4 separate regions of the Mus musculus genome follow, and all the other regions are linked to region 3. The links are chromatin contacts, called in public HiChIP or PLAC-seq, Micro-C and promoter capture Hi-C maps. All regions are on one chromosome and are shown on one strand. Each heading gives the region's core, a stretch centred on a gene start, on an enhancer-like site or on the middle of the called end of the contact. The rest is flanking DNA. Distances are from core to core; before and after follow the strand shown. Region 1 holds the start of Tgds (TDP-glucose 4,6-dehydratase). Region 2 overlaps Gpc6 (glypican 6). Region 3 holds the start of Gpc6 (glypican 6). Region 4 holds the start of Sox21 (SRY (sex determining region Y)-box 21).

The links. Promoter capture Hi-C pulls out the DNA fragments that hold promoters and counts their contacts. A called contact is a pair of places that touch in the nucleus more often than the background predicts. HiChIP or PLAC-seq counts read pairs in DNA pulled down with a chosen protein or histone mark.
Region 1: an H3K27ac HiChIP or PLAC-seq map of embryonic stem cells shows a contact between it and region 3, with 7 times the contacts expected there. The contact joins the promoter of Tgds here to the promoter of Gpc6 in region 3. A contact is called at or near these places in 11 of 39 promoter capture datasets (the 3T3-L1 cell line, the SN4741 cell line, cranial neural crest and 7 more), 5 of 484 Hi-C or Micro-C datasets (adipose-derived mesenchymal stem cells, beige adipocytes, embryonic stem cells and 2 more) and 7 of 115 datasets of contacts at active chromatin or transcription factors (the NIH/3T3 cell line, astrocytes, embryonic basal ganglia and 3 more).
Region 2: a contact with region 3 is called in a promoter capture Hi-C map of hippocampal neurons, with 2.8 times the contacts expected there. The contact joins the enhancer-like site here to the promoter of Gpc6 in region 3. A contact is called at or near these places in 3 of 39 promoter capture datasets (the C10 cell line, hippocampal neurons and liver), 1 of 484 Hi-C or Micro-C datasets (nephron progenitors) and 3 of 115 datasets of contacts at active chromatin or transcription factors (craniofacial prominence, embryonic limb bud and stem cell-derived neural progenitor cells).
Region 4: a Micro-C map of embryonic stem cells shows a contact between it and region 3, with 11 times the contacts expected there. The contact joins the promoter of Sox21 here to the promoter of Gpc6 in region 3. A contact is called at or near these places in 4 of 39 promoter capture datasets (cranial neural crest, embryonic stem cells, liver and 1 more), 9 of 484 Hi-C or Micro-C datasets (embryonic stem cells and palatal mesenchyme), 3 of 115 datasets of contacts at active chromatin or transcription factors (astrocytes and embryonic stem cells) and 1 of 9 other capture datasets (embryonic stem cells).

The regions. Positions count from the first base shown.
Region 1 is chr14:118,128,672-118,135,711 of GRCm38.p6, forward strand. Tgds (TDP-glucose 4,6-dehydratase) reads right to left here and starts at 4,094. Exons shown (of 12, transcript NM_029578.3): 1 at 3,973-4,094; 2 at 1,936-2,002. The coding sequence starts at 4,058.
Region 2 is chr14:117,977,547-117,983,859 of GRCm38.p6, forward strand. Gpc6 (glypican 6) reads left to right here. Exons shown (of 9, transcript NM_011821.3): 9 at 1-1,983. Among named protein-coding and RNA genes, the nearest start is that of Mir6239, 27 kb to the left of the region's middle. Within about 2 kb of position 4,140, at least 11 of the 459 cell types and tissues checked have an H3K27ac peak or open chromatin away from gene starts, as enhancers often do. A contact at or near this core is called in hippocampal neurons, where this site is marked.
Region 3 is chr14:116,919,998-116,926,853 of GRCm38.p6, forward strand. Gpc6 (glypican 6) reads left to right here and starts at 5,300. Exons shown (of 9, transcript NM_011821.3): 1 at 5,300-6,098. The coding sequence starts at 5,939.
Region 4 is chr14:118,232,782-118,240,002 of GRCm38.p6, forward strand. Sox21 (SRY (sex determining region Y)-box 21) reads right to left here and starts at 4,249. Exons shown (of 1, transcript NM_177753.3): 1 at 452-4,249. The coding sequence starts at 2,854. The coding sequence ends at 2,024. Gm4675 (predicted gene 4675) reads left to right here and starts at 3,451. Exons shown (of 3, transcript NR_131969.1): 1 at 3,451-4,163.

The DNA of each region.
Region 1 (7,040 bases), core at 2,844-5,343, 1.2 Mb after region 3:
AGGAAGACCAGCAGAGTCAACTAACCTGGACCCTTGAGAGCTCCCAGAGACAGAACCAACAACTAAGAGCAAGCATGGACTGGACCTAGGCCTGGCACATATAAGTAGCAGACGTGCAGCCTGGTCTTTATGTGGCTCCCCCAGTGACTGGAATGAGGGCTGTTTCTGAATTTGTTGCCTGCCCGTGGATCCTATTCCCTAGTATGGCTGCCTTGTCAGGCCTCAGTACTACTCCTGCAATGACCGATTTATAGGGGCTTAGGGGAGGGCGAGAATGGGGGGAATGGGAGAAGGACCTGTGACAGGCGGGTACTAGGAGGAGGGGGGCTGATATTGGGGCGTTAAGTAAATAAATAGATTAATTAAAAAAGAAAGAAAGAAAAGCCGCTGCTTAAGCTCCCTTCAGCAGCTGTAGCTAGAGAAGCTTAGTTCTCAACAGGAAAGGAACAAGCACTTGAAGATAAAACTCCTGCTTTAGACATATCTTCTTCGGCTACCGTGGTAAATAGTGAATGTATTTGAAAAAGAGCTAGCTGAGACTGGAGAGATGACTCGGAGGTTACAAGCACTACCTGCTTGCCGTTCCAGAGGACCAAGCACGAGCTGCTGTTCGAGATGACCTGAGTTTGGTCCCCACCACCTACATCAGTGGCTCACAACCACCTGTGACTGCACTTCTGGTGTTCCAGATGCAAGACCTCTGGCCTTTGAGGGCAACTACACGCATAAACACATAGCCCACATGCAGAACACACACCCCCACCCATAGTTTATTAGTTTTTATTTTTATTTATATACTGTGAGACAGGGTTTCAGTATGTGCCATTGGCTGCCCTGGAATTCCCTATGTAGACCAGGCCGGCCTTGAACCCACAGAGATCCACCTGGCTCTGCTGGTTGTGGTTTTACACAGTAGAAGGATTTACTAAAGAGGCAGATATGCAAGAATCAGAAGTTAAGGGGTAGCCTGGGCTATACCTGGAGAGTGGGCCGGATGACTCAGTGGGCACAAAGGTACTTGCCACCAAGCCTGAACCCAGGAGTCACATAGGGAAGGAAAGAACTATCACCCACAAACGGTCCTATGATCTCCCTACATGCCAGCTATAGCTCACGGATGACCCTGCCCCCAAATAAATAAATGATATGGAAAAGAACTCTGCTTACCTCTTTAGAACATTAAGACGGGAAAAATATGCCGAGAGTTAATGACTATTCTTTGCCTGCACATTTTTTACCACTGTGTTTTATAAAAATAAGAAAACCATTTGTATCTTTTGTTCAAACTAAAGAATCATACTCTTTATGGAGACTTTAACCATGACTTCAAGACTGTCAAGACTAAATTATTTTCACTGTTTTGTTTGTTTGTTTGTTTGTAGACAGGATCTCATGTGCTCCTATGCTGGCCCTGAACTTGCTGTACAGTTCAAGGGTCACCCTAAAGTTCAGACCCTCCTGCCTTGACCTCCCCAGGGCTCAGATCATAAGCAAGTGTCGCAGCAACTGGTTTTCGTTATAGTCTACTGCTAAAAAGAAATATGCATACAGATGTTTCTGGGAGGTAGCAATTATAAAATCAAAGTTAATTTTACAAAGCCAATACCCTCTCAAAATAGTAATCACAAAATTATAGTATATATAGAATTTTTAAAAGGTAAAGCTTTTCTTTGGCTAAAAATACTGCACTTAAAAACATTGAGTTTGTAGGCTAGCAAAATAAAAGTTTCAAAAGCTTTGACCTAAGATTAAACACAGCACGAACACATGACAATGCAGACCCTGAGAGGCTGGGACGACCACAAAGAAAACACAGGAGGAGAATGTCTTGCCAGGCGCTACTCTTCCATTCCCTGGCACTGCTGCCTAAAGCTCCCTGGCTTGGAGGTAAATGGAGGTCGGATTTTAGCACACGAAGCTCATCTGCATACTTACCTTGTCTAGATTTACGATCATATAGTCGGGATAATCCTCTACTAGGGAGACAATCACATGGGACGCACTACAAGAAGACGAGATCTTTGTGAGTGGCAAGCATTAACCTCCCTCGATTCTTAACATCCCCTAAGCCGTGGCGTGGTGCGGAAATAGTAAGAGGTAACGCACCACACACAGGCACTTTTAACCCTATAAACAAACTCTTGTATCTTCCCTGTGCCACATAAAACTGCCTGGCACTGAGAATGAAGAAAAAGCAAGTTTAATCAAAGGATGGAACCCACACATGCCGTGAGTGTGAGCACAGGAAATGTAAAATCTGGTCGGGGTAACTGCACAAGTCCAGTTTGCTTTCCAAGGCCTGGGGTGGATTTATACAGATAACAAATGACAGCATACTCACTGTCATTTGCCTATGCTTACAGTGACTTCTGCAACTGCTCTCTTGGTACTATACTATAAGTTGGCTTGTGTAAGCCTAAAATCTCAGGAGGGCTCTGGACTAAACCCAGGTTTCCTAGATTAATGATAGCTGAGTTTGAGCTTGGTACTGACAGTGGTTCCTGGAACTCAGAGGACCCTGAAATGGAGCTATCTCAGTAAAAGAAACATATATATATATAAACATATTTTGGGCTCTGGGGAGTAATGGCTAGCACTGGCCAATTGTAAAGGTGAAGTTTGTTCTTGGTGAAAAACTTCACTTTCCTTCATTTTCTAGGACATTCTTTGTGAACAAGCCCTTCCATGCAAGTACATGCATTTCCCCACGTACACGTCTGTTAATTAAGTGAATCTCAGCTTCCTGCTACCTACTCTCAGCAAAGTGTCTGTGGATTTAAAAGGCCCACTGCATGTTCTTGGGCAGTAACCAAGACTCTCTGACCCCTCCCCATGCAGGAGACACTACAAGGACAGAACTTCCTGTGGATCGCTCACGCATCCATCCACTCAACTCTTACAGAAGACCTTCACGATATGGCCCTGACCTTTCTTTCTGTGGGAGCTTAATGAACATCAGTCTACTCTCACACAGTTTATACTCTAGAAGAAGGGCAAGGCCATAAACAAGTAAACACAAGTACTCAATGTAATTTCAGGTAGTGCTGAGTGGATGGGTGGCCTAAGGTGTTCCCATAAGCACTCTGAAGGTGATATGCGGGTAAATTAACAGCCTATGCAACTGCCTCAAGTCGGGAAGCAGCACTAACCTCCTGTGCTCCGAGAAGCCTGAGAGGGTTGTGGGCGAGTACAGAAAAGCAAGAGACTAGGTTGGGAAGCAGGGCTCGAGCACCCGAGTCTTCTAGATCGGATAAAGACCCTGGACTTTCATTACAAGTCTCACAGAAACCATGACTGTAAAACTCTATGCAGCTGCATCTATCTCACTTAGGAACACACTCTACAAAGTGTAAAGAAAACGCGCGAGATCAACAGGAGAGGGATAGTAGCAGTGTTCTAAGGAAAAGGAGGCAGGGAACAGAAGTCAAATTAAGAATAAGCTTTGACACAAATAGAAAGGACAGTTTCACGGTAGGTGGGTGTGAGCCTCAAACAGGTTGGGAATAACAAAGGATTTGTAAACAGTTTCTAAAAAAGAGAAGACAAGACAAAGAGTCCCATTACGATCGATCCTCACATCGTGTAGAGGCGAGCTTTTGGAAAGGCCTTCATCTGCTGGCCGGAGCTTTGTCAGAGAGCGGGAAGAAAAGGGAATGAAACTGATGTGTGCTTCTCAGAAAAGTGACAGGTGGTAAACACCCCCGGGCAGGTAGGGGGTGGGACAGCAGCAAGGCACTCCTGAGTTCCCCTTTTTGTGGGGAAGGTGTTAAAGAAGTCGCATTTTCGAAGCAACCTCGTCTTGGCTGGCCAGAAAGTGAGGGAAACCGGATGGACATCCGGGCTGTGCATTGGGACCCTCCCCATAACGGATCTGCAAAGTCGTGGACCCGAAGTGCAAAAGACAAGGAGAACCGCAGGGCAAGGTTAGGATTTGTGGGGAGAAACTTCTCAGCCACCAGCACCGTTACCTACATGAAACCAGCACCCCCGGTCACCAGGACCCGCTTCGCGAAGCTGCCGGGAGGACCAGAACGCTCCTCCCGGCTCGCAGCGGACATCTTCAGCTCTGCAGAGCCAGCGCCGTAAAGCGCGGCGTCTGAAGAACCGAGGGAAGCAGCTTCACGACGCTTTACGACATGCCCCGCCCCCGACACGTTCAAAGGAAGTCGCAGAGGCTTCCGGGTTCTCCCAGACCCCAAAAGAGGGGCGGAGCCGGCAGTGGCACTGCGCAGGCGCGCACTCTCTAGCCCATAGTCACCAGCTAGGAGAAATTAGGGTCATTGGTACTAGGGTCTGGAATATTTTCTAAGCAAGTGTCACCAGCATGGATTACTACTATAGGTGCTTAGAAATTCGGAGTTATGAATCGATGCCTTCATTTTTGAACTTCAGCTATGCTCATAGACTAACACCCAGCTGAGCAGAATCCTCTAGAATGTATGCAGTATGGAAATGGAAAGTTGCATTGCAAAATTATGTTTCACTGTTGTAAATACTGTCACAAAAGGCGAAGGCCGCTTGCAATCATGATAAGTAAGTTTTGCAGAGTTCCCTGGAAGGTTTTACTCTCTTCTCTTGTCTGCTCACTGTGCCCCAATCCTGGTCCTTCTTGCTCTTATTTATATTACCAGGTGTTCTTCCCTGGTCTACCTGCCCTTTCCTCGGATGTCTGACTAGTGTTTACCTCCTTCAGTTCTCAGTTTGAGTGCCATCTTCCTATTAGAGTCATTCCTTGACTCTAACCATGCAGAACCATTTTTTTTTTTTTGTTTTCTTCTTATCATTCATCAACAAATTGGCCACTGATGTAATTTCTCACTGTCTCTGCTCCATGGAGGTAAGGCCATTCATTTCTCTGGGACCAGATCTATCACACACTCATCAACAAGTGGGCTTATCATATGATTGCTCACTGCTGTTTATATTATAGTCTGCTGCTTTCTATGAATTCGGAGGCTCTACCAAGTGGGAGTGATTAGAAGTCATATTAATTTTTTATGTACCGAGGCATCAAAAAAAAAAAAAAAAAGCCTGTCTTCAGTGAAAGAGAATAACATTACTGATCAAGAAGAAAGACATGAAGCCAGCAGGTGATAGCACACACCTCTAGTGCCAGCACCTGGGAGGCAGAAGCAGATGGATCTCTGAGTTCAAGGACAGCCTGGTCTACAGAGTGAGTTTCGGGACAGCCAGGTTACACAGAGAAACCCTGTCTCAAGCACACACACACACACACACACACACACACACACACACACACACGAGACAAAGGGAAAGTGCCTACAGTAATCAAAGCCCATGCTCTGCTTTTCCTTTAGAATCAACCTCACCCACGTTCTTGGTTTACCATTTACACAATTAAAGCTTTCAACAACTTAAACTTAGTAGGGTTTTATTTTATCAAACAATGAAAAACCTGGCAATGCTCTGAAAGAAAGGTTCAGAGAGCACCATCAAGAAACCCAGGCAGTCAATCTGTATAAACAAAGGCTGGAGGGAAGTGTGGCCCAGTGGTTAAGAACGCTAGTTTCTCTTCCAGAGGACCCAGGTTAGATTCCTAGCACCCACATGGTAGCTCACAACCTTCTGTAACTCCAATTCCAGGGTATTGGAAGTCCATGAGCACTGTGCCCATACGGTACATGTAAACAAGAGTCCTATACACAAGAATATAAATCTCGGAAGTAATGGTTAGGAGAGACTTTACAGGTTATGGATCTAATTGTGCCTTCTCAAAGGGAACAATATCTCTCCCACATACAAACATAGTTGGTCAGTTGGGAGCATGCTGGCTGGCTAAAGCTGACTAAGTTAGGTTGCAGTTCTGATGTAGCAATTCAAAATACTGGGGACAGTCTCCAGGCAAATTTAGTTTAACTCTACATATATTTGCAGAGGCTTATCTGAAAATATCCACTGGAAAATATTAACAAAGGCTACATTTCAGTATTGGGCATAGGCAAGGAAATTGGGAAGTCACAACTTAAAATGTTGCTCTATACACTTTTGGCTATGAGTTCTTCTAAGCTGCTTGCTCAGTTTTATTTCCTCAGGTGAAGGAATGGGATGAGAGCCATACCCAAGTCGCACGAATACATGGCTTGCCTGAGACCAGCACATTACTTTCTCTGTTCTAACCATCCCTTGGCCTAGGCTTTCATACCATCTAATCTTTCAAGCTGACTGGTTTAATCCAGTTTCTCTTGGCTTCTAACTGAATTGCATTGCTTGGCCTCATACTACCTTTGACAATCTGTTCTAATCTCCGGGTTCCTTCTCATTCTCTCTTCACCCGTGTCTAACTTGTTCTCTCTGAAACCTGTCTTTGTAAAAACTGTCCTGGTATAAAAGTGCTCTGTCTCTGTCTCTCTCTCTCATTGCCTCCCTTTCCTGTGCTGTCTTGAGTTCATTGGACATATCCTTTCTCTGACTCATCTGTCAAATCTTTCTCTGATTCATCACTTTGTCTGCCCATCAATTAGGCATCACTTTCAAACATGGCTGTTTCCTCCTAGGAACTAACTTTACCTACATTGTTAGGGATTAAAGGTGTGCACTAAGGTGTCTGTATTTCAGGCAAATGATACTTTAATCAGAGCATATCTGCATTCCAGCCAGATCACATAGATCTAGAATGTCTTTAGATGTGAACCCTTGCTAAAGCAGCCATGTTGCTGGATTAAAATTTCTCTACATGCATGAATTACTCTTATATTTAAAAATAATTAGGATAAAAATTAAAAGTCTCAAAAATACGAATACCCTTATTCTGGGAATCCAGAAGCGCCGAAACTGCTGTTGATGGGGCTTCTTTATTTAAGATGAAGTATGTGGTGAGGACATGCTTTTGTGTTATAAAAAAACATCTTGTTGGATGAAGATAATTTGTACGAACTTATTCGTGACACAATTTTGAGTTGCTGCACTCACCACCTCTGACCATCTTCATCTTACAGTAGAGTGAGAAATTCAGATGAGCTGGAGGTCATTTACAGAATTTTGTGGTAACTGACCTGGTAAGGAGTAAGGTGTTCTGGTTG
Region 2 (6,313 bases), core at 2,890-5,389, 1.1 Mb after region 3:
TATGTTTTTTTCCAATAATCATGGTGCAATAGGAATTAAACCAATGTGGATTCTCCAGGATTTTTGAGAATAAGGACTTATTTTTACGGCTTTAAGCTCCAACTTCCTTTTAAAATATTTCTGCATTATCTTCTATAAAACAAATCAAGATATCACATTCCTTACTATGCTTCTGCCCCCAGATGGTTTACATGACAACACATTACATGAATGAATGTGAGCCCATGTCCTGTGCACACTCATCACACAAATAATATAGAAATGCCTGTTTCCTTTGACTCAGCACCTGTATTCTCAAGGGTACGACTACTGATAAGATACAGTGATGCCCATGAGCCAGGCAGAGCTGAGATGAGGGTCAGCTGACAAAGCCACATCGTTGGTCATCTTACACAGACATGGACAAAATGTTTTTAACGTGCCCTTCCTAGTCATTGTCACTGCCCGTTGTATGGTTTTGTAGACTGATTTAATGTTAAAGGTTTAATTTTTTTTTCCTGTCCCCTAAGCCTTTTCGTTCAGTTTCCCCTTTTCGGTACTTTGGGATCCTCCTCCCAGCTTGAGTTTCCCATTCCAGCACAGTGATAGGAGATGTCTCAATGTTCCCTTGTCACCCACAGCCTACCCTCATTTGTGACGATGTTGTCCCCTAAAATCTGTAATCACATCACGACTTGTGTTACGAGTAGAGAGGAACGGAACCCCAAAATTGGACACTAGAAACCGGTGGGTGATGCTCATGACTACAAACACTTAGCTTATCCAAGTGCCTCTATTTACATGTTCCTTAGGTTTAATATGTATTTTTCTAACAGAAATACCCGTCTGCAATTGATGTTTATTATACTTTGTATATGTTACAACAAAAGCTAAACGGAGGCTAATGTCTTCAGCAGAGAAGAATGAACTGTAAATTTATGAACACGAACGCTGTAGTCCTGTATTGGCAGCCACAAGACAGCTTTCTGTCTGTCACTGCAGTGAAGGCCAAGTTGGCACTTTGATTACAGCCATCCCCGACTATAGCACTAGAATTCTGACTTCCTTACTGGGATTTACCCAAGGAGGAAGGTGACGTGACTCATCTGCTTCAAACATAAAGGAGAGAAACTACTTTATCTACACCGAGAAACTCTATCCACTGAGGCACAACAGTAGTTTCAAATGGAGCATTCTTTAAATCAAACACATTGAAGATATTATTGGATGTAAAACCATGAAACTTAATTTACATTCCCTGCTATAGACATTAGCCTTCTTTAATTCTTCTTGCCATTATATACATATTTTGGCTCCAGACTAAGCACCAACTTAAGTCTTCAAGGAGGAATAAAACTTAGCAAGATTCTGGCTTGCAAATCTTTTCTCACCTCTCTGCAAGGCTGAGTACCAGGTGGTTTGACTTTCGGTTTCAAATGTTGGCAAATGCAGCTTTTGACTTCTCCAAAAGCTTTCAGATACTCAACCTCATTTTCTTTGACTTATAGTCACTAGCAGATATTTAAATTAAAAGAATATGTAGCCTTGCTGCCAGAAGAGCAAAGGAGTCCATAACTTATAAATCTGCAGTGTGTTCCTCCTTGGTAGTGATATTGGCCAGTGCTTAGTTTTAGGCCAACATATACAAATAGAGTATTGATTTGTACGCATTCTGGAGACTTGCTATGTCATAGTTTGCTATAGCCCAGACTCAGCTTAGCATGGGAATGCTTGGGACTTCACTGAGAGTGGAGTGGCTGCTGCAATCTTTGGCATTGCCTTGTAATTAGGGACTTCATGAGCAACACCTTAACGAGGGTACCACAGTGCGGTCTCTGTGTGCATATACAGAACTCATGTGCAGGATAAATGTGTGCACCAAGCAAACCTGAAACTTTATGTGACTGTCAAATGACTATTATTTGGGTTAAGATTTTTTTTTCATTTCTGATTTGGATAGAAAATTGCTATTAATCTTGTATTAAAATAGTTTTTAAAAATCTACTGTTGCGCTTCTCTGTGTTTTCTTAATGATTGCCATAACCTAATCTTTGTGTTTGTTAAGCATTTTTGATGACATCATTTTAGAGGCATGAGTACTAAACATGTAGTCAACAAGGTACTCACAACCTGGAAGTTATGAACCCCTCTGAGTGTAGGACATTGAGTTTCTTTTTTTCCTTTATTTACTTTAATTTATTTGCATTTCAAGTGTTATTCCCTTACCCAATTTCCCCCGCTCCAGTAAACTCCCTATTCCGTCCTCCCTCCCCCTGCTTCTGTGAGGGTGTTCCCCCACCCACCCACTCACTCCCAACTCCCCACACTCGATTCCCTTATGCTGGGGCATCTATCCAGCCTTCATAGGACCAAGGACGTCTCCTCCCATTGATGCATGACAAGGCCATCCTCTGCTACATATGCAGCTAGAGCTATGTGTGCTCCTTTGTTGATGGCTTAGTCCCTGGGAGCTCTGAGTGGTCTGGTTGGTTGATATTGTTGTTCTTCCTATGTGGTTGCAAACCCCTTTAGCTTCTTCAGTCCTTTCTCTAAGTCCTTCATTGGAGACCTGTGATCAGTTCAATTGTTGGCTGTGAGCATCTGCCTCTGTATTTGTCAGGCTCTGGCAGAGCCTCTCAGGAGACAGCTATATCAAGCTCCTTCTAGCAAGCATTTGTTAGCATCCACAATAGTGTCTGGGTTTGGTGACTGTATATGGGATGAATACCCAGGTGAGACAGTCTCTGCACCGCCTTTCCTTCAGTCTCTGCTCAACTCTTTATCTCCATATTTGCTTCCATGAGTATTTTGTTCTCCTTTCTAAGAAAGACCCAAGCACCCACACTTTGGTCTTCCTTCTTCTTGAGCTTCATGTGGTCTGTGAATTGTATCTTGGGTATTCCGAGCTTTTGGGCTAATATCCACTTATCCGTGAGTGCATACCATGTGTGCTATTTTGTGCCTGGGTTACCTCACTCATGATGATATTTTCTAATTCGATCCATTTGCCTAAGAATTTCATGAAGTCATCACTTTTAATAACTGAGTAGTACTCCATGGTGTAAATGTACCACATTTTCTGCATCCATTCCTCTGTTGAGGGACATCAGGGTTCTTTCCAGCTTCTGACTATTATAGGACATTGAATTTCTTAAGAGGTAAGGAAGAAAAGCACTCAATCCCTCTACTTCTGTTTCTTCTTGGAAAACCCATGGAGTATCTTAGAATTCATGTCACTGCTACACAAACAAGGTCAGGGAAAAAATTAAGATTGCCTGTCAAAGGACTGCTTCCAAGTACTTGGAATACATGTTGGGTCACATATTAGACACATGGCAAAGCCAGGAGAAATTAGAAGCTTCCTTCCTAGCCTGCCAAGGGAGCCTGGGCTCTTGTGCATCCTGAAGCCCTAGGCAGAGAGAAAGGAGAAGTTTTCCCAAGAACACTCTGGAGTAAAGAGAAATAAAGAAAGCTTATATACTGGGTTCGAGGACGCAGAACAACAACCACCTTAAGCAAACTTGTCTCTTCAGAGCACCCGCAGGATGTTCTGGAGGTTATTTTAAGAAACTTTTAATTGACTTGGACCTTAAATGGCCTTTCTTTCCAGAAATATGTGACAGTCCGTTATCATGTGCTGGCTACAGTTACAGGGACAAGAGCAGAGACAGCGTAGGTTTGGCTCCTAGGCATCTTACGTGTTACCTGGAGTCAGGCAGATGTAGCTAGCATGAACTTGAAGGTTTCAAAAAGTGTGATGGGGGGGGGGAGCTGATACTGAAATCTAATTGTTTCTTGATTGTGTCAATAAAAACAGAAGAAGCCAATTGCTGGGCGAAGAGGAAAAGGTGGGATTTCAGGGTCCTAGGAGGAAGAGAAGGGGACTCAGGAGGATTGGGAAATTCAGACCAGGCTGTGGAGCAGATGGGAAGCCGCAGACATGTAGGTCTCTCGGGGCACCTGTAGTATGTAGCCTCCGGCACCGGCGGAGACCAAGAACGGAAAAGACTACTGTTAGATTAGGATAGGAACTTCTTGGCCCAGTCATTGAGTTATCTGGCCAGATTTAAAATATTGGAAGACTCTAGTGTTCTCCCTCCTTGGGGCTAAAAGGGACAGCTGGTTGCATGCGAACAGCAGCTCTCCGCGTTTTCAGGAAGGGTGGTTGTTGGCAACCAGAGGAACCGACAGCCTTCCGGGGAAAGCGCCAGCACCAACTGGCGGGGCCAAGTGAGGAGATGGCATGGCAGAGACTGTTGCTGGAGCAAGGCGTGTTTATAAAATTAGACGCTACAGTGTGAGATGACATGACAAGACTTAAATGGGAAATGGAACTTGGGAGAGAACTCTTCTTGGATGAGTGGTCCTAATGAGCCTGCCCCGGTGCTGTGTGAGCTCCTACTCAAGGGAGCAAAGGAACAGCTGTGAGCAGATCTAGGGGTGTAGATGACTCTGACAAGAGATTAGCTACACACCAGTCCCCAAAAGACTATCCAGGAACAACCCAGTTAAGCTTCATAGCCAAGCCTTAGCGCCTGATAAGCCAGGGCCCAGACAGATCCTAGCCCTACACATCAGCCCTGAGAGCAGAGAGCAGCACTCACTAACATGGCAAAGCAAGCACCAGAAAAATGTGCAGAGATCTTGAGGAACTTCACTATTAGGGGCTCTCTAGCATATAAGAATAATATGCTCATTCTTGTACTAAATAAAATGAGATATATGTGTCCAGTCAGACAACGGATATCCTGATAGGAGACCAGGTTTATTAAAACTGGGCAGAAAAAGAGATGTACACAAGAATAATTTTAGTTTCTGACAATCTCTGTGGAACTTCCCATGAGCACTCAGGATCAGCAGCAAGTGTGCAGCAAATAAACAGAAAGCACAGATTTTACTTACACACTGGAGACCTTTGATTCTGAAATGCAGTGTCTTTCAACGGCCTTCTGTCTTAATTTTTCTCCTTAATTAAAATCCTAAATAAATAAACTGCTGACTCAGAGTGCTGGCTTGCCTTTGAACTTGTAAGCACTCTGAATCAAAGCGCGATGCTTGGACAAGTTCTACGTGAAGCCCGCCTTGCCTGTCAATTTGGCCTAGACACCACATTCAGAAAAAGCGAATTACTTAAAAGAGTCTCGTCCATCCCAAGACCTCTGCCTCCTTCTCAGGCTTACCTGTGCTTTATTTAACTGATCTAAAGATCAACCTGACTCCACATATAAATGTAAGCAATTGAGCGGTCTAGTCCCCCAGAAAACCGGCACAGCACCTCTGCTGACCACTGTACAAGCCTCCTGTAGAGTACCATGACACCGAAACCTTGTGCGTCCAAGTCCTAAAGCTGGTGGCCGTGTCTATCTTGAAGTTCTCTCTTTAGACATTCAGAAAGGTGACTGTCAAGTTATAGACATTCCTATCTACAAAACCAGACTGGTCTCTTTCTTCACAGCATGCCCCATAGTAGTAAAAAGCCGTTCATGCCAAAGGGAATTTTGAATTAATTTTCTTGTCATGGTCATCGACACGTGTCTCTGACGTAGGCAGGGGTTCCTGTCTTGGCTGTACGGAGCGAAGAACCTGTGCAATGGAACCTTGACCTTCTCACCAGGCTTTGGTTGTCTGCCTTCATTTCTATTTCTCTCCCTCTCCCTGGGGCACTCAAACCCCAAGGACTGGAGTAGAAGCCTCTCTGGTTCCTATGAACCTCTCCCTGAGGAGGAACTGACCCAGCCATTCAGCAACAAGGTCCCAGTCGCCGGTTCTGAAGCTGAGGCTGCAGAAAGACATGAGAGTTTTCTGACTCATCTCCAGTTATGAATTCCCCAGTACGCTGCTCCCGTGTGTAAAAAAAAAAAATGAGGTGTCTCATATTATGGGTAAGCAAAGGATTCTTTGCAAAGACATTATTAAAAGCTTGTTAGTAATGGAGGAATAACCTGAATGCTTTTTATTTGTTTGCTTGAACCATGGCATATAAATTAGCATTTGGAAACTATGTTAATAGAGCCAAAGAGAAGCTTGGCACTTGTACATGTGTTTGTTTTTAAGCGTGAAGCTCTTTTTTGTTTGTTTGTTTAAAGGAAATATATAGACCAGGCTATCTGTATTTGAGCAGAAAGCTTGAGTCAGGAGAGATGGGTAAACAAAAAAAAGGCTTTTTCCAAAAAACCAATGGCAGCCACTTTCCCACACCTGAAAGTTTACTTCCCCGGGGACAAGCACTGTCTTGCTGTGTCTTACAAGCTGGGAAGGTTCAACCCCGGATGCCACAGGAAGAGGTAAAAGGAAAAGATGAGTTGAAGTCTACCCTCCATCCTGGGCATTATCT
Region 3 (6,856 bases), core at 4,050-6,549:
GGAACTATTACCTTGGCTAAGACTTTCCAAGGCATACAGTGGAGTTAGTAGCATTTTTGAGAATAAATATTTTGTTATTTAATATTTAAATGCACTCAATAGACTAAAACACATTTCTAAGTATGAAAATTCCTTAAGAATCAATGGAGAGTAGATATTTGGATCATTAATAAATATGAAAATGGGAACTGCCATCTTAAATCATTGTAATGCTTGAACATACTTTATCTTTAATACTCCTAGATGACTGATACTAGTATTTCAAGTCAATAGAGTAGTGTTTATGAATATGTAAAATACTCTCATTGTCCGTGTTTCAAACAATTACCGTTCTTTCAGTCCTTTTGGATAAACATTGCCTTGGCTATTAGGCAAAATTGGATTTAGAAGTTCTCATGATTTCCTCTCTGAAGGAGAGCTATGACTTCACAGTCTTGGAGGAAAACCAGACAAGAAGACAGACAAGCAGAATCTGTTGTCCTTGGTGCCTAGATCATCCCGTTGAATCTAGGAACACCACTGGTGCTGGGATGCACTAGAGATAAAATTGTAATTGGTGTCTATGGGCATTAAGTACTCACTAACATTCCCAAACTGTGGACTGAACGCTTAGTGTTCAGTAGATCATAGTCTACAAAAGGAAATATAATTTTTGTTCTTTCTATTTTCTATTCACCACCCTTTACCTTTTCTTTCTCTGTAACTCAGCAGCTTTCCATTGTCTGGGTACCTGGCAGAGTTACTCTTCAGTTTCTGATAGCATTTTCATTATAAAACCTGCTTTTCAAGAGGCAGGCAAGTTAGTTAAGCAACGCTGATTCACGTGAAGCTACAATATGAGAGAGACAAACACTCAGATTCATTCTCTTTCCTTTATAAGATGTCATTTGAACTTATTTATCCACTTTGATCTAAAACACACAAAAAAATAGAAGCTAAAATTCAACCAGTTTCTCATTCATGGAATAATAAAACTGAGCAAAACAGTTATAAACTTTGTAATCATGGCTCTTTATTTCCCCATTTGACCCAAGTCCATGTTTTAAATATACTTTTAATGTTTTGAGATTATAATGTAATTTTAAAAATTACAAGTCTCAAAAGTTACAAGAGAAACGTCATAGGTGAATGTTGTTTCATATGGAAAGATGCTAACTGTTTGTTTCCATGTGTGATGCAATGGTGAGAATTGATATTTTGCTCTGTAAAAGATGTCAAATGGATTCAATAAAAGTGTGGCATTCATTTCAAAACAATGTAATCTTTCTTATTAAAAAGCTGAATTTCCTGCATGGATTGGTCAGAAAAGACAAGACAAAAATGTAAACTAAAAAATGTAGAGCCTGAGACGGGACTTCAGTTCATTGGATTGCTGGTGGCAGTCTTCCCTAAAGTCTACAAGACTCTTGTGGAAAACACACCTGAAAACTGGCAGAAACCCTGCCAGAAACCTCTGTCCAGTCAAAGCCTTTAACCTTTGTACCTGATGTGGTCTGGCACACTCCTAAGGATGACACGAATGCTTCTCTGGGGTTTCCAGTAAGCCTCTTTATCATCCTCACGGTATCATCTTCTCTGTCTTTGATGCTCACTGCAATTGTTGCCATGCTGGAAAATCTCCCGACTTGGATTCAACAAGGCTACCTCTAATTTGTTCTCTTAGATTTGTCTCTTGCCTTCAATTTCTCTTGTTCAAGCTTTAGATTGGTGCCCGTGCTTATATTGTTTTCGTTGGAAAACGGCAGAAAAACCAAACACTAGTATTCCTAAACTGCAGGGTACTTATTGATTATGTAATAAGAGGTCCAGCGTCGGATTGGTGACTCAGATTGAAAAGCAGGAGCTTTGAGCATCTCCGCCCTTCTTCTCTGTTACCTCTGTGAGCAAGGCTGTGCTTCCCGTTCACATTTCAACCACCTAACTCTAAGGAGGCAAGAGGTGAGGGAAAAGACACACACACACACACACACACACACACACACACACACACACACACATATACACACACACATTAGTGTTACTATTACCGTGATGAAACACTGTAACGCTGTGACTAAAAGCAACTTGGGGAGGAAGTTTTTTCATTCCTGAAAGCATATGGGACAGGAACTGAAACAGGACAGGAACCTGGAGGCCGAAGATGATGCCGTGGACAAGGAACGGTTTTGTTCCCTGGCTTGCTTCCTAAGACTTGCTCAACAGTCTTTCTTAATGAACCCAGGACCAAGAGCCTGGCTATGGCACCATCCACAATGGTCTGGACCCTCTCCTATCAACCAGTAACAATGAAAAGGCCCTACAGGCTTGCCTACAGCCCCATCTTATGGAAGCATTTTCTCATTTGAAGTTCATTCCACTCAGATGATTAGCCTGTGTCAAGTTAACATAAAACTATCCAGCATGTTTTGTGTGTGTGTGTGTGTGTGTGTGTGTGTACATGCTTAAAGGGGGGGGGGGGGCCTGGATTCCATGGAGCTAGAGTTCCAGGTGGTTGTGATTCACTGGTTCATCTGATATGAGTGCTGAAACTAAGCTTGGATCTCTGAAAATTCAGTAAGCTCTCTCAAATAGTGAGCCATCTTCCTATATTTATCTTGCTTTTCAATCAGGAAAATATTTCTCAGAAATCTCATCTTAAATCACTTTAGTCAGAAATGGTTCCTCCACCCCCGCTCTACAGTATTTAATTGGACAGAAGAAGGATGGCCTGCAGTGACTTAGGTCAAAAGAGATTCTTTCCTTGGGCTGGACATGTTTCGCAAACACATTTCTCAGGGTGATTGACGGAGGATGCCTGATTGGCCTGCCACCCCTGGTTGCTGAAGACCAAGTTGTCTCACTAAGACTCAAAGTCTCTAAAGTTCTGTTTATATTTTGACCCCAAGGATTCTAAAAAACATCTGGGCTTAGAAAATGGATCGGAAACAGGAGTCTTAGTGGCCATAATCTGCGTTTCCAACAAGACCCGATGCCGGCATTTCAATAATCTTTTTTTTTTTTTTTTTTTTTTTTTGTCTATTGAACCAAACATTATATCATACAAATCCAGTCTTCAAAGCTTATCTTCACACACATTCTTCCCATTTCCCATCTCTCTAGCTTAAGCCTCAAATACCTAAAACTGGCACAATGATTCCAGTGTACCTTCTAGCCGCCTACTAAATCTCCTTTCTCTGTTTGCTTCCTCTGAATAATATTCTTCCATCTTCCTTTTCCTTACTCTGCCTGGTATAGACGTGGCAGCTGTCATTCAAGACCTTGGTCAACAGGTTTACCTAAGTCATAGATACTCTCTTATTCTCAACGGATTTCTATCACATCCCCTTCCCATTGCCATGCCTCATCAAGCTGTGGCCTCAGGTAGAATCCTGGCCTCATTCCTTTAACACCACTTCGAACAATGCCGTATTACACAATATGTGGGCTAGGCAAATGACCTAAGTCCTTGCTCTGACTAAAGTTCACAAAACAGCCCCAAACTTGTTGACCCTTCCAGTAGAATTAAGCTCATCTCTTTATGCTTGCTGAATCTGGTAATATTCTGTGTGTTAGCCTTCTTACAAGTCTACAGTGGCAACAGCTACTGACTTATAGGAGTATGGAGTGCTCGTCAAATATAAGAGGATTAGCCAAACTTCAGGTAATCATCATGACCCACCTCACTCAATGGCCTTTTTGATGCATATGTGTTTGCCAGTGTACACAACCTTTGGTGTGTGCTCAGAATTGCTATCTACCTTCTTGAAAGTGTGTGTGTGTGCGTGTGTGTGTGTGTGTGTGTGTGTGTGTGTGTGTGTGTGTGTGTGTATGTGTTTCCAGAGGCCAGAGGGGTCAGATATCTCTGGAACTGGAATTACAGGAGTTTGTTTGTGAGCCATATTGTTGGGGAGCTGAGAATCAAACTCTTGTCCTCTCAAGAACAACATGTGATCTTAACTGCTGAGCCATCTATCCCTTCAGCCCCCTGACTACCTCCTTGGAGACTGACTGCAAATGGCTTAAAGCTCCTCAACTAGACTAGACTTCTTTCTGTTCCCTGAGCGCTAGCATTTTGTATGAACTTTTGAAGATGCGACAAGCAAGCACTCTATCACTCTATAAGGAGGATGACGGGCTAAAGAGGAGTTCTTGGAAAAGAAGATGTGCTGAACAATTCCGACAGTAACGAAGGTGCCTAGGATAGAGGCAAATGCAAGGATTTAGGCTCCAGGAGTCGCTCTGGTCACCAGTCATCAGGAAACCAGCATCCTGCAGATTTATACTTCAGTACTACAGAACTAGGCCTGACCCTGTACTGACTTCTCAGGAACTGGGAGACCAGTGTCCACAAGGCCTCACTACTGGATAGCATTTCTTTTCTTCTTTTTCTGATTGGTTAGTTTCAGGAGCTGTGGGTTTCAGGGCAGACTTAAGTATATTTGATCTCTGTGCTCATTAGCGTGAAGAAAGGCTCAGGAAGTTGGTTAAACCCGAATTTTCACTTGCATCCCATTTCACAGACTTCTGAGAACTTGGGAGAAAATGTTAAGGTTATAGTGTTTGAGAGAATCTGATGAGAGAAGATTACAACACCTTGTCCCTCCTGGGGTCCTGTTTCTTGCATGGCCAGCAGCCATTGTTTTATCTTCACATGCCCTAAGCCTAGTGATTTAAGAATCCAGTGTTTTGTAGGTGGAACCTCTCTCTCTCTCTCTCTCTCTCTCTCTCTCTCTCTCTCTCTCTCTCTCTCCTTCCCTCTTTGTGTGTATGTGTGTGTGTGTGTGTGTGTGTGAGAGAGAGAGAGAGAGAGAGAGAGAGAGAGCCGACAGGAGAGGAGTAAAGACCTATGGCCCTCTATCTGTTCTTAGGAAAAAACAAAACAAAACAAAACATTAAGATGAGCCGAAAGCAGCTACCACCTAGAGAGGTGGCTTTGGCCCCGTTCCTAGGTTTCTTTTCTGCTCATTTCTTCCCTGGCTTTGTGTTAGGTACACTGGGGCAAGAGCAACAATTGGAAATGCAATATTCTTTATCTCCAGAAAAATATAGCGTGATAACATTTACTCTCCTCAAACACTTTGTCTTTTTTGGTGGTTTGTTTATATCAGGAAAGGGAACATCTCGGAAGTGTGTGGAGGCCATAAAGTGATTGAGAAAATAGGGACCTTTTGCTGGTAATCTTTCCCCTCCTGCCTAGTGGCTCGCGATCCATTCCAGGTTTTGCGGCCGACTCTGCCTCTGAATTTCGGCTGTGCACTGGGTAGCACGTTTCTCCCTCTCTCCCTCCCCTCCTTTCTCCTTCCCTCTTGCCTCCTGTGTCAGTCTCCAGGATTTTCTCTCTTCCCATTTCAAGAAGACTCTCACTGGCTCCCTCAGTCTATGTGAAGCTGAGGTTTCCCCTCGATCCCGTACATCTCCATCACATACCTCCACGCACACACCTCCCCGAGAGCCCCGCGTTCACACCCACAAACACGCGCGCTCACACTCGCGCCGGCCTGTCCATCTCCCTCGGGGTGGGGGGAGCCGGCGCGCGGTCCCACCTTCGTCGCGCACACTGGATAGGCGAGCTCGCAGCGCTCCACGACTCTGCGGCTCGGAACTCGGACCGCAGGGCTGAACACCCCTACTGTGGTGTTTAAAAAAAAAAAAAGACATTTCTTTGCCTTTTCCTCTTTTCTCCTCTTTCTCCAACGATTTTCTACCGGAGTGGCTAGCGGAGCCGGCAGCCTTCCCAAGGCAGCCCTGGTTGGCTTGCCATCCTCCATCTGGCTTATAAAAGTTTGCTGAGTGCAGTCCAGAGGTCTGCGCGGCTCGTCCCCTCGGCTGGCGGAAGGGGGTGACGCTGGGCAGCGGCTAAGGAGCGCGCCGCAGGCTCTGGCGGGCTTTCGGCTCGAGGGGCAAGGTGAAGAGCGCACAGGGAGCTGGGGGCTGCCGAGGTGGACTTGCATGTTGCACCATGCCTTCTTGGATCCGGGCTGTGATTCTTCCTCTCTCCGGGCTGCTGCTGACCCTCCCGGCCGCGGCGGACGTGAAGGCTCGGAGCTGCAGCGAGGTCCGTCAGGCTTACGGTGCCAAGGGATTCAGCCTGGCGGACATCCCCTACCAGGAGATCGCAGGTAAGCGTGGGCCCCGGGCCCGCTGCAGCCCCGAGAGGCGGCGGGGCGCCCTCTCCCTACCCCCTGTTGCTCAGTTGGTGCTCACTTTCTGCGGGTACCTCCCAGGGACCCCGCGTCCCTGCATCCAGGCGGCGGAGGCTGATCCCGTTTTTCGGGCGGGAGGAAGGTGTGCGTGCCCGCCGCCTCATTGTGTGCACACGCGGGAGCACCCTCGTCCCTCGCCCCTCTCTCCCTGCATTTGCTCCCGCGCCCTGCTACCTCCGTGGCTGGCCTAGAGCCTGGCCCGGCCGCTGGAGCAAAGGACGGTGGAGTGAGGACGGCTAGCGGAGGCAGAAAGCGGAGCCGGGCGCCCATAGCATCCCCCTCGCTGGGGCAAACTTGGGAGAACTGCGGCCGCAGTTTGCTCAGCGCCACCGTCTGAGTGGCGCCTTCTCCACTCCCGCCTTCGCGCCGGCGGGGGCGGTGGAGAGACGCGGAGATTCCCCTACTCAAGCTCTCTGCTCTCCAGGTCCTTTCCAGGGACTGGGCGCCCGGCTCCTGGGCTGGGGACGGGCCACTAAGGGGACCCATTGCTCGGGTCTCTAGGATCTGCACGTTGGAGTCCCGAGGCAGTTGGAGGAGGTGTCTTAGTACTCTGTCTGCTTCAGATTTGGGGCGGACTTTCCCATTAGGGTGCCCCAGTGCTTCCCGGACTGCGGTTGGTCACTCGGGCTGAGGAGACAACCGGGCCACCCGGCGTGGCGCCGGGTCCCGAGCAT
Region 4 (7,221 bases), core at 2,999-5,498, 1.3 Mb after region 3:
CTTGGAGTGCAAATAAGGAATACCCTAAAGATATGTGAACAAATTACACTGATTTAAGTGGTAGGGCTGTTCTGCAAACAAGATAAAGTGGTCCGGCAACTTTCCTCTCTGAAAATGTTACTGGAAACTGGTGGAGTGTTTTGAGCAGTCTAGATGTTTTTAAATGGGCTCTCTTCTACTGGTTCATGAATGCCACTCCCCCCCCCCCCAAGATAATGCAACTACTTGGGTTTTTTTCTTTTTTAAAATCTTTCCTATTCACGATTTAAAATGTGATAAATCAGGTTTTTGGCTCTGAATAACAATGGCTTGATTTAGATTCCCTAGTAAATCTATTCAAAAGTGAAACAAAGACTGCCTTTAGAGGATACCTTACACTTCACCTGGGCCAGGCCCCGTAAGGGCAATTCAGATAAAAATCTTGTTAGGAACTCAACAAGAAATAGAGGATTTTCTCTTTTCCCTGGTTCAGGCTTTATTTAACTCTTTGTTCAAAAAAAATGAACGGAGTGATAGTAGGGTTCTAATTTACAGATATAGCTTAGACGCATCTAATATTAAATTAGAAGATCGCACAAGAAAACCATTTACACATAAAAGTTAAAACCAATATTTAAACTTTTAAAACTTTATCTTACATAAAGCCAAAACGAAACTGAATACATGTTAGCAACTTCATTCACAAACATTAGTCAAAATATATACATTTAAAAGGGAACAAAAAGCTATAATTTCAGGAAGGTTTTTTTTTTTTCTAAAATGTGTTTTATAATTTGCAAGTGAATTGCAGGCTGTCTAGAAAATAAGCTAAATGGGAAGGGAGCTCTGAAAAACAGGCCAAAACAGTTCAGCTTGGGAGGAGTACTAGTTGGTGAGAGGCATCTTTCAAAAACAATTCTGTGCTTTCTTTCTGTCCTTTTTTTCCCCAGTTTTGCTAAGTAATAAATATATAATTACGGCCCAGACAAAAAAGTCTGATTTAATATTAGATAAAATTGCGATTCTGAAAGTTCCGCAATTCTTAAAAGTTAACTTTGACATTTGCTCAACATGTATTGAGTCTCAAACCGACTCAAATTTAGGGCAACGAAAATAACACATTTCCCAAGACTCAACGTTTTCACTGACATACACACATTTACAATCTTAAGGTGAACTCAGCCTTGAGGGGAAACAGCTTGTGTACTTTCCACGCGTTCGTAAACTGTGTCACAAGTCCAAGCCAGCGGACTCAGAGACTTCTAGCTGATATTTCAGGGGTAGAATATCGAACTGACAACTTCCACCTCACATGTATTTCTTTGCATTTCTTGTTCTTGGGAAAGAAGTAGAAGAAAAACCAAAAAAGGTCTTGCTTTGATTTGCACATGGGATGAAACAAAAGGAACGGCGGTCATCTCTCATATACAGGCCGGATTCGAGCTGGTCATTCACTGGTCAAGAAGAGATCCGGGCTGTGTTCTGCAGAGGCCTACAGAATTCAACAGTACAATCAGAGTAAGGCTGCCCAGAGCCACCCTACTCTAAAAAGCTAAAGACACGAGTCACCGGCTCTCCCCTTGGCCAGCTATTTCAGACCGAACATCAGAACCGAGCTCATGCAACACGGACCAAGTGGGACCGGGAGGGAGGAAGGATGAGACGCAAAAAGCAAAATCCAACCAACAAAACTGGAAAGCCCAACGTATCGTAAAGCACCGCCCCTCCCCCTCTGTGGGTCAAAACGCAACAGGTTCCGAAGTGCAAAGCAAACACCAACTGCTGGCGCTAACAACCGCTCTCCTTTAAAGTTGGCTGCAGAAGTGCGGCGGCTGGGGAATGATGCTGCGAAATCCACACGCTCTCTCGCCCGCGCCCTCGAAGGCTCGGCCTTTCAAGCCCGGACTGGCATCTCCGCCTCTGCCTGACACCTATACATCTATGTACATACAAACCGGGCCCCCTGTCGCCCGAGGGCGCAGCGGAAGGCCGCGAGTCTCGAACCTATACATATGTACACGTGTGTGCACAGGTCCCCGCGGGGTCATAGCGCGGCAGCGTAGGCCGCGGGGTAGGGGTCCAGCTGAGGCTTGCCCATGCCTGGCAGCAGGATGTAGGCGAGCGGCGGCTGCAGCCCCGGGCTGGGCCACGCGCTGCAGTTGCACGGGATCATGTAGCCGGGGTTGCCGGGACTGGGGTGCGAGTGCGTGTGCCCTCCGGCGGCCGCCGCGGCCGCAGCAGCCGCCGCGGCCGCCCCGTGGAAGGCGCCCGCACCCGCCGTGGGGTACCCCAGCGACGACGCGTACGGCAGGCCGGACGACGACGACGAGATCTCTGCCATCTTGGAGCCCAGGTCGAGCAGTGAGTAGGGGCTGCCAGCGGCGGCGGCGGCAGCGGCGGCGGCGGCAGCGGCCGCAGACTGCGGGAAGAAGACGCGCGCGGCGGCGGCGGCAGCTGCGGCGGCCGCCTTCTCGGGGTTCGCGAGCAGAGACTCGGGGACCAGGCCGCCGCCCGCGCCCGCGTGCAGCCCGGCTCCCGCCTTGAGCGCCGGGTGCTCGGCGTCCGCCACGCTGCCCAGGCCGTAGGGCACGGGGAAGGCGAACTTGTCCTTTTTGAGCAGCGTCTTGGGCTTGCGCCGCGGCCGGTACTTGTAGTCGGGATGCTCCTTCATGTGCATGGCTCGCAGGCGCTTCGCCTCGTCGATGAACGGCCGCTTCTCCGACTCGGTGAGCAGCTTCCACTCGGCGCCCAGGCGCTTGCTGATCTCCGAGTTGTGCATCTTAGGGTTCTCCTGGGCCATCTTCCGCCGCTGAGCCCGCGACCACACCATGAAGGCGTTCATGGGCCGCTTGACGTGGTCCACAGGCTTGGACATGCTGTCGCCGTGCCGCGGCTGCAGCCCGCCGCCGCCGCCACCGGGGCCCTCGGCCTCCGCCCGGAGGAAATCAATGTTGGCTGCCAGAGGGAACCGGCTCAGCGGGCGGCCGTGCGTCCCCGCGTCGTTCCCGCGCGGGAAGAGAGGACCAGACGACCAGCCCTGGGTCGGGGCGCTGCGTCCCGGACCGCTTTGGTCTGTCTGGTCGAGCTCTAAGAAAAAATCCTCTCCGGGACCCTGAAACTTCTCCTCGGTGTCCCCACTCCGCGGTGTCACTCTGCCCTCTGCTTTTTTGTCCTCTGTCCCGTTGCTTTGGCTCGCCAACTCCCTGCAGGTGGCCGCTGCCTGGTTCTGCTCTCCCCTCTCCTCTGTCTTCAGCGCCTTAAAAGCCAAGCAGCCCCGAAAGTTGAGCGGCGGAGGATCCACCAAGTTGAGCCGAGAAGCCCGCCGCCGCGTGCTGCCAAGTGCCAAAGGGGGCTCTCGGCGGCTGGAGTGTTTGGGTTCTCCCCGGTGACTTTCTCATTTGACAGAAGCAGATGGGAGTGGGGGAGGGGTGGCCGCGAAGAGGAAGAGGAGGGGTAGGGTCGGGGCGCGCAGAGCAGGGCGGCGGACAGAAACACAAACACTGCAGCGGCCCGTCTTCTGTGTCGGGGTCAGGGCGCGCTGATGGAACCCCCAATCCTGTAGTTCTGCTGAGGGCTGACGCTGTCCCCGGGCACCTGCCTGGAGAATCTTGCTGCCGGGCTTTGGCACAGGAGAGGAGAGGAAGGAGGCGGGCTGAGGTTTTGAGTTAGCCTGAGTCGCCGGGCCTCAGTGGAGACTGTCCGGGTTCTCCGACTCGCTGCTGCAGGCTGTCCCCGGGGCCATGCTTGCTCCGCTGGCTCCCAGCTTCCCCGGGCGCACTGAAGGTCTCGGGCTCCCGGAGCACTCCAGAAGCGGAGGGCTGCTCGGTGCGGCGCGGCCGGCCAGGCCCGGGCGCCTTCTCCCAGCTCCGGTCGCAGCAGCCAGACACTTGCAACTAACTTCTCCCAAGTTTCCGGCCCGGGCTCAGCCGCGCCCCTCTCGGTGAGCGCGCCTCCGAGCGTGCGCCCGCGTGGGTGCCGCGCCCGCGAGCCCCTGGGTCCCGGCTACTCCGGGCGCCGCAGGCTGGAAGGATGCAGGGATCCAGGTCCTGGAGGAGGACGGGGATTAAAGAAAACGTGCTATATCACCTCAGATCGCAGGTCTGCTCTGGGGCTGCTCCTGCTTTCCCAGCTCCGGGCCCAGGCTTTCGCTCCGCCGCTTCCGAGGCGACTGCAGCCCGGCTCAGGTGAGTGTCGCCACCTGCGAGTGTTGGCGCCGGCAGCGGGCGCTGGGTGTGCATGTCCAGCCGCGGCCGTGTGTGAGTGTGTGTGTATATCCTGGGAGTGCGGAGGAGGAGCCGGGGAGTCCAGGAGGGAGGAGGGACCAGCGGAGCCTCCTCCCGTCCCCCCTCCCAACACTCCTCCTCCTACTCTTTTTTCACTTTGAGTGCAGGTTTAGGCGAGTGGAGTGTCCGCCGCGCGCCGCGGAGTCTGCGCACTGTTTGGAGCTTGGTGTCGCCGGCGGCTCCCCTGTTCTGCCCAGCGCTGCTGGTGCTCTGCTGGCTGCTCTTCCGGGAGGATGAAAGCGGTACACCAGAGGAAAAGAGCTTCAGAAACTGGCGAGGAAGAGGGTTGAGCCTGGGGGTGGGAGTGGGGGAAGAGTCTTTGAAAGTGTTTGAGACTGTTCCGAATGGCAAGAAAGTACTCATTTTCCTTGGAGGGCCAGGTGTGACTCGCAACAGACGCCTCCGGCAGTTTCTTGCCTCATGGTTGCACTCAGAGGTAGTGGAGTGGAAAGTAGCCCAGGATGGACAGAACATTTTTGGCAAGCCTTTGGAAAAGGAATGAGCCTAGGTTGAGCCCGCATCCCCTTCTGAATACACAGCTTTTTTAAACAGTTGTCTTCTGTCTTGTTTTGCCTTCTTTTAATTCTGGTCGTCAGAGCTATCTCTGTGTTGTTTCTTTAACGTTTGCAGTCTCTCAACGATAGGGCAAAGCTGCTTCAAATCAAAAGCATAAATCATTTCTCTAAATAAAAATTTTAAAAATGTTCTACTCTGACAGTTTTTATGCTGTTGAGCCAGTTTTCTTGCTTGGTAGTTAGAGCTATTATAATTGACGCTATACACAATCAAAAATCAAATAGCACCCCCGAATATTCCTGGGGAACCCCCCTCCTCAGGGACTTTGTGTTTCAGGCAGATTACTTGTCTTCCTTTGGCTGTTTGCAAGTAACACATTCGTATACACGGTTAGCTTTTTTTAAAATGTCTTTTTGCAATTTATGTCCAGTTTGTACACACACGGGACCTTTGAACCATTGATTTGTAATCAGGGCATTAACATGAATTGGTTTGCACTCCTATTTATTTAAGAATTGGGCTTGTTTTGTTGCTCATTTAAATTGAAGAAGGCGATGGCTTTTGAAATGTTTGTTGTGATAACAGACATGCCAGTCAGCAGTGGCATGTTAAGTGGGTTTCTGTTTTCCTTAGCTGTCATGTTTGTAAATGCTTATTTTGTATTGTTTTTGCTCTCCTGTTGCTAAAACAATTGAACTGATTCCTCTAGAATCATAATTCTTTACCTCACTTTTGTAGACACTGTCATTCAGACTCTGGGTGGTGCGATGCTAAGACTCTGGCAAGTGTAATTACATAGACTAGGATATTAAATACACTGTTTCATGATGATAAACTACAAAATTACTGTCTCTGAGCTTTCAACCTACCAACTTGCATAATAGTTTTGAGACAAAATATTACCCACTGTCACACAAAGAACATATATATGGGAACACAATATATGAAAACTGTTATTCACTAATTCTGAATAAAGTTGAGTCTAGTAATGAAAATTATCTTGACATAAAAAGATTGAAGGCTGAAGAAATCAATTTATGTTGGTAATTTAAATAATTTATGCGCTTCAAATTTATCTTATAAACATGCAATAAATTATGATTGCATAGAAATGTTTGTATATATGACTGAAATCTATGCTTATGTATGCTATAAGTTGTCAAAAATCAAATACATAAAACTTTTGTGAATAACCCCAGTATAAACTATGTAACATTGCCCTTTTAGCAAGTGAGCCAAGTTAGAAAACTCAGTAGAAAGCAGAGACATCATAAAAAGAAAATAATTGTGTGTGCGACCTGTGTTCATGAAACAAAACTTAGCACAGTTCAAAATGGGCGATGCTTTGGTTTATCACTTCTGGATTTTTGGGGGGGTGGGGGGTCAGTATTCTTGTCCTGAGACCTTCACATCTGAAGAAAAGAGCATCCTCAATAATTGTGAGATAAAAGAAAATAGTTTCCCTGTTACCCATCAACCTCCAGACCCCTCTGGCATGAGCCCAGCAGAGCTTTTAATAAGGGAAAGCCCCAAACCTTTGTGTGTGTGTGTGTGTGTGTGTGTGTGTGTGTGTGTGTGTGTGTGTGTGTGTGCAAATGTAAATTCAGTTTTCATTTGCTCCCCTGTTATGTTCAGATCGGTAGAATGGCACATGCTTAAACAACTAGGGTGCAGTCCCTTCTGAATGATGAATATGTAGGTTATAGGAAAGGGAATGGCCCATATGAGGAATAGGTAAAAGACAAGGAAATGATAGAGACTTGTCAGTGCGATGGGTCCTGTCGACTCTTAGGAAGCACGCAGAGAGCAGACCACCTGGTTAGTTTCACCAGGAGACTCTGCTTTCTTTAGGGACACGGTAGTGCCCGAGCCACAGAAGTATCCAGTGGGAAACAGAGCAGACTTGCATGGAAAGTCTGTGGGTGTCCTGATACTGCCCTCCCCCGCCTCATAGCCTCCTTCATAATTGCTCTCCTTTCCCAGTCCCGAAAGCTTCACTAGGAGGCAGCAATGATGCTGGCAGGAGTCGAAAAGTACCTGGCAGCATCAAACCAGGCAGATCCACTTTCTTCTTCTCAAAGGCATAGGGAGGTCCAGGTCCCAGTGTGAACCTAGACGCCTCCCCCTCCCCCCCCCCATCTTTTCAACGTTCTCCTCCCCACTTCCTCCTCCTGCTTCTTCCTCCTCCATCTCCTCCTCTCCTTTCCTTTTGCTCCATCCTCACTCTGTATGATATTTTAATCTACAGGTTTCAGGAACCCAACCTTCAGGATACTTTCAACACTTAGAGGCCAAGCCTCATGGTGGGATCCACGTGGAATCGGGGCGTCTAAAACTATCCTTAAGAGAACCTTGGGGTCCAGCTCTTCAGCAGGTGCTAGGAAAGAGTCATCTTTCGCTCGAAATGCAATGCAGCTTGTTTGACCTGCTAAGAAGGGAATGA